Regions from separate parts of the Sus scrofa genome. Here region 2 is linked to region 1. A link is a contact called in public Hi-C data. All regions are on one chromosome and are shown on one strand. Each heading gives the region's core, a stretch centred on a gene start, on an enhancer-like site or on the middle of the called end of the contact. The rest is flanking DNA. Distances are from core to core; before and after follow the strand shown. Region 1 holds the start of TYSND1 (peroxisomal leader peptide-processing protease). Region 2 holds the start of LRRC20 (leucine-rich repeat-containing protein 20).

Region 1 (5,208 bases), core at 1,027-3,526:
ATTATTTTTGAGCATCCCATTTTCCTGATGCCATGTGTGAAACTGGGTTTTCATGATCTTAACCAATATTCTGCCCTTGTAAAGGATGAAGGGATAGGAGATGGACGAGATCTCGTATTCTCAAGATGGGAGAATATCTTCATTTTTCCATGAATAAAAGATTAGAGGATTTTCCTCAAAAACTGAAAATTGTGATGGTGATGCTTTTTTGGAGAGGACTGAACTAAATTCAGTGGATTCTTGCTCCTAACATGAGGGCAGGGAAAGTGGATAATATATTCCTTGGGTGAGAGAGTATTGTTGCATTTCCCATTGTTAGTCTTTAGTCCTGACCTGTTGGGAAAGCATACTTTTTCACTGCTCAGTACCAAATGCAGAATAAAGCTGGGAAGAACATGCCTTTCATTTATTAGCAAGCAGACCTGGTTTGGAAAGGGGTTAAAGCCTTAAGTGAGCAAATCAAGCTAACGATGAATGAACTAGATAGTTAACGTGTGTACTTTTAATTTCCTTTGGCTAAAGGTAACCCATACTTCTCTGTTCAGAGACAGGAGAGGTATAATTGCCTCAGTGTTAGTTTTCCTGTTTTTGTTTTCTATTTGTCCCTAATCACTTTGTAGCAAGCCAGGAAACTATGGATTCTATACAGGGCAGCTCTTTGTGAAAGTGGTTTATTTTGGCCACTGGAGAAAGAGTTGGGATTGAAAAATCAAGTGGTGCCAGTTTATTTCTTGCCCCACAGAAAACAAAGTTCCTATAATAAGGTAGAGGAAAGAAGCTACTGTGAGGAGTTTGGCTTCCTAACAGAATCAAAGCTTTGTACGGGAACTCCATGAATTGAAACCTTTCATTCTGTTTTATCAGAGTGCATATATGTCCTATTTCAGGAAAAGTAAAAGTCATTTACAGAAGAAAGTCAATCTGTATCCTAAGTGTTTTAATAAAAAGTTGAAACAAATTTACTATCTCTCTCTTTTTTTTTTTTTTTGGCATTGGTTTGTTCAGAATTTGAACATGCCATGAAATTTGTTGGTGGGGGGAGCAAAAGTTCTTCCCACTTATGGGAAGAAATTAAGTACTATTTGAGAGCCTTGGAACATTCGGTGATCCCAGGGTTGGTGGTCATTTTTGCAACAGGATGGACATGGCAGACTTTTGAACAAAATCTCTTATTAACATGCTACCTAGAACTGGATTCAGTTTAGTTGTATTTCACTCATGATTGAATACAAAATTGGAGTGATGCAGTTGATTTCTTCATTTAGCAAAACGGGGAGTGCTAAAATCTGTGCTTGTGTATTTACTAGGCTTATAGGAAGCCTTGCTTTTAAACAAACGCAAATGAGTTTCTAAAACCAAAGTACTGTGGCAAAATAGAATGCGACCAAAATGCAGCAGGTTCTCTTTAGGTATTAAATTATTGAAAGCATCTTGTGATTGAAACTAATGTCCATGTTTACATGGATTTTATGTTTATATGGATTTGTGTTATTTGAGTTGGAGTGGAACATGAAAATTAAAGGCTTGAGTCAATGAGCCCAGCACTCAAGGGGGTCTCATCTTGGCTGTTGACTATGACTTGGGACTCTCTACTGTGATGTGCCATAAACAGAAAAATATGACTGATAACTTCATACTGGAGGCTTGCACATCATTAAGGGAGAATCACTGGACTCCAGAGAGAAACTCTATTGCTAGGAAGTTGGAATAGTTAAAAGAGTTTTTATTGTGATAGAGCCATCTTCTGTGTCACAGAACCAGAAGACGACAGTACCTGCTAAGGGAAGATTGCTTATATCAGTCCTGTATCATACTGTAGTGGAGTCTTCAACATGTCCCATTCTCAAACAGGTTTGTGTCACTGGGAGCAATGAGCATTACCCTGCATTGTGCTGGGGATACACCAAGCAGCAATAGTTTATTCAAAAATTTGAAGCAGAAGAGTTATGTAATTTAAGTAGTGATTGGTTTCCATTAATGCTGACATATGTACTAAAATAATCTTATTTAAATTACTATGTACTTCAGTGATACTGCGATAAACAGACCTTCAGAGATATCCTGCAGTGACCTCAAAACATCCTTGTCCCTCTGTCCTCAGAGAGATTTCTTTGGAAAAGTAGGGATGTTTTATATTAGCTTAGATCAGGGGTGGCAAACTACAACTTGTGGTCCAGATCTGGCCTGCTGCCTGTTTTTGTATGGCCTGTGAGAAAAAAAAAAAAATGCAATTCTGTGGCATGCGATAACTATATGAAATTCAAATTTCAGAGTCTATAAGTAAAGTTATTGGAACACAGCCACCCCATTCCTTTAGCTTTTGCATGCTATAAAGGCAGAGCTGAGTATGTGAGGCAGAATGTATGGCCCACAAAACCTGAGTTATTTACACTTCGACCCTTTACAGAAAAATCATTCGACTCCTAACCTAGATAAATCTTGGATGGTGGTTATGTCATTGTGTGAAATGTGCATACCGCAAACTATAGGGTTGTATAATTAAAAACTGGCTGAAGCTAAGGTTCATCATAGTTTTAAAGGGCAATTTTATTTGAGCAAACCTGGTTTCCATGAGATATGTAGTGTGGGTCATCAAAAGGCCCTAGGTGTAACCTTGTGAGCTCCATGCCCCCCAGTAAACTGCTGTAGGGTTTACTTACAGAATTTCAAAATACTGAATGGGCCTAGTATTTCCTTGCCCGTCTTATCCCAGGCATCAGAGGTCGGATGTCCCCTACACCTGGGCTGATACTGACAGGTCCTGTCTTCGCCTGGGCAAGTCTAGCCATGTCAGCGCACATTTCTATTGTCTTTCCTGTAGCGCAGCCAACGGAGACGAGACTAGGCTTCCAAGGGACCAGCACGCCTCTTCTACCGGTAAAGCCACACTCCTGTCTCACTCCTGGAGCTGATCCTCGGGTTCCGCCTCTCCCTCTAGCTCTCACCATCTGAACCACTAGGACGGGGAAAGGCGGGGTCAGCCTCAGCAACCAATCAGGGCTCGGCCCCTAGCCCAGCCAATCAGGACAGGCCATCTGGGGCTCAGCCAATCCGGCCGGACGAAGAAGACTGGCGACAAGTGCCTGCACCTCTCCTTCAGGTTTGGGTGGCCCTTCGTGTGGTCAATCGGTCTCTGTCGCGGTTCTTGCTCGCTCGCTCGCTCATAGTCCTGGAAGCCCCTGTGTGCCGTCCCAGAGGCCATGGGGCGGCAGTGGGGGCCAGCCATGAGGGCGGCCGAGCAGGCGGGCTGCATGGTGAGCGCCTCGCGGGCGGGGCAGCCGAAGGCGGGCTTATGGAGCTGCAGCGGGGTGATCCTGAGCCGCCGCCCGGGCCTGGTGCTGTGCCACGGAGGCATCTTCACCCACTTCCTGCGGGCCGGCAGCGGGGCACTGACTGTGGCCGGCGCCGCCTTCCTACCCGGAGACAGTTGCAGTGACGACCTGCGCCTGCACGTGCAGTGGGGCCCAACGGCTGCAAGTCCCGCAGGCCGCGCAGAGCGGGGCCGCGCTGGGCTGTGCACACCCCAGTGCGCCGGCCTGGACCCTGGCCCGCCCGCCCGGCCCCGCGGGCGGCAGCTGCAGCCCCCGCGCCCCGCCGAGCTGTTGCTGCTGCTGAGCTGCCCAATCTTCCGGGGCCAGTTCGCGCGCCTCTTTGGCAGCGAGACAGCCGAGCAGTGGCATTTCGCAAGCGCCGCACCGGAGGATGAGGTGTCGGAGGAGGAGGAGGAGGATCAGCTGAGAGCGTTGGGCTGGTTCGCGCTGCTGCGCGTGCTGCCGGACCCAGAGAGGGAGGCGGAGGCGGTGGAGCGCGGGCCGATAGTGGCGGTGGCGCCTCTCGGGGCTGTGCCCAAGGGCGCGCCGCTGTTGGCCTGCGGCTCCCCGTTCGGGGCCTTCTGCCCGGACATTTTTCTCAATACGCTCAGCCGCGGCGTGCTGAGCAACTCGGCCGGCCCGTTGCTGCTTACCGACGCGCGCTGCCTGCCAGGCACCGAGGGCGGCGGCGTGTTCGCGGCGCGGCCCGCGGGGACTCTGGTGGCGCTGGTGGCGGCGCCCCTCTGCTGGAAGGCCCGCGAGTGGGTGGGCCTCACCCTGCTCTGTGCCGCCGCTCCTCTCCTCTGCGCCGCCCGAGACGCGCTCTGCCACCTGCACCCCGGCACCGATGCCCTGGCTGCCTTCCTACCGCAAGAGATGGGCGCCCCGTGGGACCGGCCCCTCCGAGATCCCGGCCCCCCGTGGGCAGCCGCGGCTGTGCTAGTGGAGTGCGGTTCCGTCTGGGGCTCTGGAGTGGCCGTGGCGCCCCGACTTGTGGTGACCTGCCGGCATGTGGCCCCTCGGGAGGCAGCCGGTGTCCTGGTTCGCTCCACCACCCCGAAGTAAGGCCTTCAAGGTTACCCCCACTCCACCCACTCACCAGGTCTCAGGCCTCGGATTATAATCCTGAGGCTTATGGAGGCCTTCTGGCATCACACTCGTGTCTTGGTGGTGCAGTGTGGATATAGACTTAGGACCCTCCGCTTATCCTTGGCACCCAGAACTCCAGTTCTGGGCCCTCCTGGCAAGGGGTGAATTGGGTTTGGGCAAGATGCCAAGCAACTGGATTGGGGGACTGTGGGGTGTCCCACCTCTCCCTCCCAGACTGAATTCCTCCTGGGCAACTTCTCTGTCTCAGCCTTGGACCCATACACCAGTAGGCCCTTGAATAGAGACTTCTAACCCTGTCCTCTCTCCCCTGAAGGTGGTAGCGAAGTCCTGGGGGCCCAGGAAGGCACCCTCTAGGGGTAAGGGGAGGAGCCTGTTAATCTTACTTGATTTATCTCTTAGATCTTAACCAGAAGTCCCTTCCGGATCCAAATGAACAGAATATGACCTTCAACCTAATTAGAATATGGGAGGGGAGCCCAGGTAGATAGGTACATTTTGAATAGTGGTTGGGTGATCCTGGCAGCCAGGTTGGGACCTCCAACATTTGTTCCTTCTCTACTGGGAAGGCACTCCTGCCCTCCTTTACTTCACCTTGCTCTGACAGTGGAGACAGAAGCCATGGCTTCCTGGCTTGGTTTTCTAATTCATGTTCTTTCTGTTTCTTCTGTAGCCCAGGTGCTTAACTTAGGCCAAAGCAAAGCAGTATAAGACCAAGTGTTAATACTTGTTCTGCTGTACCAGTTCAACCCAGCCTCAGCCCAGGCCTTTCCAATTGCCTCTACTGAAC
Region 2 (5,208 bases), core at 1,642-4,141, 210 kb before region 1:
GCTCTGGCGTAGGCCAGTGGCTACAGCTCTGATTAGACCCCTAACCTGGGAACCTCCATATGCCGCGGGAGCGGCCCAAAGAAATAGCAAAAAGACAAAAAAAAAAAAAAAATTGCCAATTATTTGTGTTGAGTGAAGTCTGTAAACATTGCCATTGAAAATCTTAGCACTGATAATAAATATTTACTGAGCAGCATCCACTATATACTAGACAGTGTGGGAATATTTATTGAGTACTGCAGGGGATTGCAAAACTAGCCCCAATTCTCCATCTCATCCCTGTATCCATGCTCCTCGCAATGTGACTTTGCTGCTCCTGCCATCAGGAGATGGAGACTATTTCCCCACCCTTGAATCTGGGAGGCATTGTGACTTGGTTTAATCAACACAACTATGGAAATGACACATGCCAATTTGGAGCCTAGGCCTTGAGAGACCTTCATGATTATACTCCTGCTCTTGGAACCCCGCAGCTCCACGTGAGCCTGCTCATGCTGGTGCACGAGCAACATGTGGCCAAGTTATCTGAGTCGACAGCTAGCCACCCCCAAGAAGCAAAGCCTCTGGCTGCCTAGGAGCCACCCCAGAAACACGAGGGGGTCCAGCTGAGAGAGAACTGTCCAGTGGAGTCCAACCTAACATCATGACCCACAAAACCATGAACGAAATAATTTTTAAGCCACCTCTACGTTTGGGGGTGTTCTACTATGCAGGAAAAAAAAAAAATGTCCTGACTGATACAAGCACTTAGCACATGCCAGGCTCTGGCTCAGGATAATTTCATATCAGGCAGTCTTGGGAGAAAAGACCTGTGCAGAAGTGCCATATTAATGGGAATGATGCAGCAAGTGCTCTGGAGAGAAAACACACCAGGAAGAGAAGAAGTGGCCTTTGAGCTGGGGAGGAGTCATGTGGAGGAGGAGGGTTCAGGATGAAATTTCTGGGAGTGGAGGCTAAGTGATGTTAGGCACGAACACGAGAGGTCTCAGGCTGGAGCCATCAGTGGTATTTACTGAGTGCTTGCTTACCTTGTGTGTTGAAGCACTGTACAGGCCATCCCAGGTCTGCATAAGGCCTAGCAGGGGAGAGAAGATGGTCACATGTAGAAGTTGGCCAGAAATGTAAGGCTGGTTTTAAATGAAACAGAAATAGCAGAATCTGCTTTGTCTAAAATACTAAGGATCTTGGCTTGGGCAGAATGGGCCTTGATCTATGTATTTATATCTGGTACCTGGGTATGTATGCCAGGGATGGGGTGATGATGAGACTGTGGAGAGACTTTCATAACCTTCCTGAGAAGCACAAGGAGTCAGAAAACATGGCTTCTCCCCTCCCTGCCCCAAGTGGTCATCTCTCTTGAGGGCAGAGTCTGTACCCGATTCTAAGGGCCTTGCATACCCTAGGGATTCAGGTCTGAAAGACTTCCTTGGAGATGTTTCTCATTCCCTTCCCTTTATTTCTACTCACCCTCTGTATTTTCCCAGGGCTGCTGAAACAAATTGCCACAAACTGGATAGCTTAAAACAAGAGACACTTATTCTCTCCTCAGTTTTTGGAGACTAGGAGTTGGTTCCTTTTTGGAGGCTCTGAGGGAGAATCTGTTTCACGCCTCTTCTTTGTTTCTCATCCTCGCTCACAATCCCCGGGTTTTCTTGGTTTGCAGACTCCGCCTCCATCTTCATATGGACTTTCCCCGTGTGCCTGTGTAACTCTTCTCTTCTTACAAGAACACCAGTCACATCCTATGCCAGTATGACTTCATCTTAACTAATTATATCTGCAATGAACTTGTTTCCAAATAAGATCATTTTCTGGGGATGTGTATGGGGGTTAAGTCTTTAACATACCTTTTTTTTTTTTTTTTTTGGTGGAAGGGAGAGACATAAATTAACCCATAACATCCATCAAGACCCAGGCAAATGTGGGTTTCTTCTCTGACTGCTCCAATCCCCAGGGGTGGAATTAAATGTTCTTTCTTTAGGACTCACACATACTTAATACATGCTTCTGTTTATCAGAACACTTGACTCACTGACTGTCATTGCTGGTTGAGTGGGGGCCTCATCTCTTTCCTGTTCCTCACAGAGCCTAGTAAAGAGTCTACAGGGAGGAAAAACAACAAGGCCCTACTGTATAGTACAGGGAACTATATTCAATATGGTCCATTAAACCATAATGGGAAAGAATATGAAAAAGAATATATATTGTGTATTACTGAGTCACTCTGCTGTAGAGCAGAAATTAAATGCAACATTGTAAATCAACTATACCTCAATAAAACTGAAAAAACTTCACTAATTTGAAGGACCAAAAAAAGTCTATGGGGAATCCTCTGAAAATTTAGGCCTGAGAAGCAGCTCCCCTCCCCTGACCCGTCATGCTGGGCACTGCACGTAACTTTCCATGTAGCAATCCTCACAATGACCCCGTGAAGTAGGTATTTATACATTTAACCCCTATCTTAATAGGAAACAACACTGGGATTTGGAGACGTAGAGTAATTTCGTGTCACCAGAATTATTGCCTCTGAAAACAGAACGGCCGCCTTGAAGGCATCACGGGAAAAGCTCTCTAGTCCCCACCTTCACGCTTCCCAAAGTCCCCCTGATCTGGCTAATTCAACTCCCCTACCTTGAGAAAAACAAACCTGGAGGCTCAATCCTATTGATCCTGGATCTGTTGCACATTCCCGTCTACACTCCCGCCCCGCTAAGCTTTTTCCCTCCAGAAGTCGAATACAAAGCGGATCCACCCTGCGGACGAGAGCGCGCGGGCAGCTTTTCCGGGCGCGCCTTTCCCGGGAGCGGCGTGGGGACCCGCGCGCTGATTGGCTGCACTCGGCGGCATGCTCCCGCCCCCGCGCCGTTCCTAGCCCAGCGACTGGCCCCGCAGCAGCGCGCTCAGAACCCGCAGCCCTTCGCGCCCCTCCCGGCCGGCTCCCGCGAGCTGCTGTTGCATGGGGCGCCGCCGGCGGCCGAGGGAGCGTGACTGCGCTGCGCAGGGCGCTAGGAGGCATTGTCGCCGTAAGTGGAGCAGAGAGCAGCCAGGAACTGGGCCCCACCTTCGTGCCCCGCAAAGTAAACGGAGTCTGAGGCTAAGCGCCCAAGGGGCTGGGGGAGAGAGAGAAGTGTCCCCAATTCTGCAGCGTGCCCTCCCCTCCCCCAAGTCACCGGGTGGAAGGAGAAGCGGTGCACCAGCTGAGGTTTCTTCGGTGCCCAGGGGCCCGGCGCCGCGACCGCTCTGGCTTGCCGACTGCAGCTAGACCCCGGCTGGCTCGGGGAGCGGGCGCAGCGGTACCGGGGAATAGGGAGCCTGGGGAGGCGAGAGGATCTCCGTTCCCCGCGGGAGGCGCCCCGGTTGGGAGAGGCTCTCGTAAATTTCGTCCCTGAAGCCACATTTTCGGGGTTTGCTTTCTCTCTGGGGGGCTGCATACGCCTGTCCCAGGGCGTGCCTCTGGGCCTCCGCGATCACCAGCGTTCCCCCCTCTGCCTGCTTTATTCTCCCCAGTCCCCGCCTGCCCGGCGAGCGGAGGGCCGGCAACGAGGAGCCATTGGCTGCGGGAACCAGGGGGGTGGGGAAGACGGTGAGGCAGGCCCCCAGCGCGAGGCGTGGGGACCCCGGAGTGGCCACCGCCCTCAATCCTGGGAGGCGCAGCCGGAGGATGCTTAGATGCTCGTAGAGAGCCATGCGCGGGGCTCTGAGAACCCCATGGCTCAAAAACAAGACGCCAGCCCGTCCCGCTCACGCCCCAGCGGGCTTCTTTTCTTTGGGAGGAAAATTGGGTCAACTCTGCCTGGCCTCGAGTGGGCCTTCGGGGCTGCTTGGGTCCGATCCAGAAGACTGCTTCTCACTTCCCCAGCAGCTCCGTCCCTTGCCATGGTCCAGAGAACCCCGCTGGAGCCATTGGTGAGGGGGAGCTTGCACACATGGCTCAAGAGGCTCGAGTTGCCCTTCAGAGCGGCTACCAGGCTCTAAAGTTCCCAAGTGACCACGCCAGTAACTAAATATAGGGGCAGCTGGTGCAGGCGTGGTGTCGCAGCAGCTCTTTTGCACGGATCTCCGGGCTTCAGATAAGGTAGAGTTCTCACTGAAGAGGGTGGGAACCCTAGCAGAGGCTGCAGTCAGTATTTAAGCAAAAACCAACCCTTCCCAAACCTTGTATCCAGGTGAAACCAGATTATAGATGCAGGAGGGCCGAATTACCAGCTCTCACAGAGCAGGGCAACTTCTTTGCTGGCATTTCATCTTTTAGATCCTAACTTACCATCTGTACCGGTTTAATCACATATTAGTAATGCCTTAGTGTGGGAAAACTGGTTGGATTAGGCTGCTCTCCTCAAAAGACTTTCCTAGTTCCTTGCAGAGAAACAGAATAGATTGATAGGATGGCCTCCAGCCTTTCCCCACTAATCTGGGGGCAGACTGGCTGTCTGTCTCCCTCTTTCTCTCATCATTTTGGGTGCCTCTGCTTAGCCCCTGGCTCTGTCTCCTCTTCCCAGCCATAGCATGTGCCTTCATGGCAGAGGGCACACATGCTCCTAAGGCCTGGTGTTGTGGCTTCTGGCTTATTCTGCTTTCTTGTCACTTAGTCTCTCTTACCTGATGGAAAGCTCATTCTGGCTCATCCCCTGTCTATGTACCTATACTCCCTCAGTGTGGGCCTTATAGAACATGTTTGCTGGATTTAGACATTCCTTAGAACAGTGGTGCACACTCTGAGGAAAGAGGAGCTGGGACTTTGTGGAGAGGGATGTCTTCCTGGGACAGCAGCTGTGTGAGTGCGAGTTTGGACCCTATGCTGAAGGGTCTCCAGGATTTGGAGCACTTTCCTTGAAATTTTCTAAGGCTGCCCTCCAATGTCTGGGACCCCAACCCCAGAACAGACCAATGTGGGCTGGCAGTTCTTGTTTCTCTTTAGGACCCTCTCTGATCTGCTCTCACTACTTCTGCCTGTGGGGTTGACCAGATGCCTTAAGGAGCCAAGAACTTGGGCCTATGAAGTTGGGGCCCTGTGGTTGGGGTCTGGTTCCCTGAGGGCTTCCTTGTATACTGATGGCTGTCACTGGCTGGCATGATCTTTCTTTCATGGAACTGCATGACACTGGGCAGCCAGAATGGTGCTGACACACTGATTTTTGTTGACTCAAATTGTTTGCATAGACAGGGCCCCTCGCATCCTCAGGTGGCCCTGCCTAGGGGGCTTTGCAC

What was found. Hi-C and Micro-C count contacts between places; a contact is called where the count stands out from the background.
Region 2: a Hi-C map of skeletal muscle shows a contact between it and region 1, with 3 times the contacts expected there. The contact joins the promoter of LRRC20 here to the promoter of TYSND1 in region 1. A contact is called at or near these places in 3 of 47 Hi-C or Micro-C datasets (embryonic fibroblasts, heart right ventricle and skeletal muscle) and 1 of 2 datasets of contacts at active chromatin or transcription factors (alveolar macrophages).

What each region holds. Positions count from the first base shown.
Region 1 is chr14:73,086,686-73,091,893 of Sscrofa11.1, reverse strand. TYSND1 (peroxisomal leader peptide-processing protease) reads left to right here and starts at 2,276. Exons shown (of 5, transcript XM_001927343.6): 1 at 2,276-4,372. The coding sequence starts at 3,201. It also overlaps a transcript of SAR1A not described here.
Region 2 is chr14:73,294,343-73,299,550 of Sscrofa11.1, reverse strand. LRRC20 (leucine-rich repeat-containing protein 20) reads left to right here and starts at 2,891. Exons shown (of 5, transcript XM_001925274.5): 1 at 2,891-3,023. LOC110256844 reads right to left here and starts at 3,776. Exons shown (of 1, transcript XM_021073886.1): 1 at 1,657-3,776. The coding sequence starts at 3,687. The coding sequence ends at 3,259.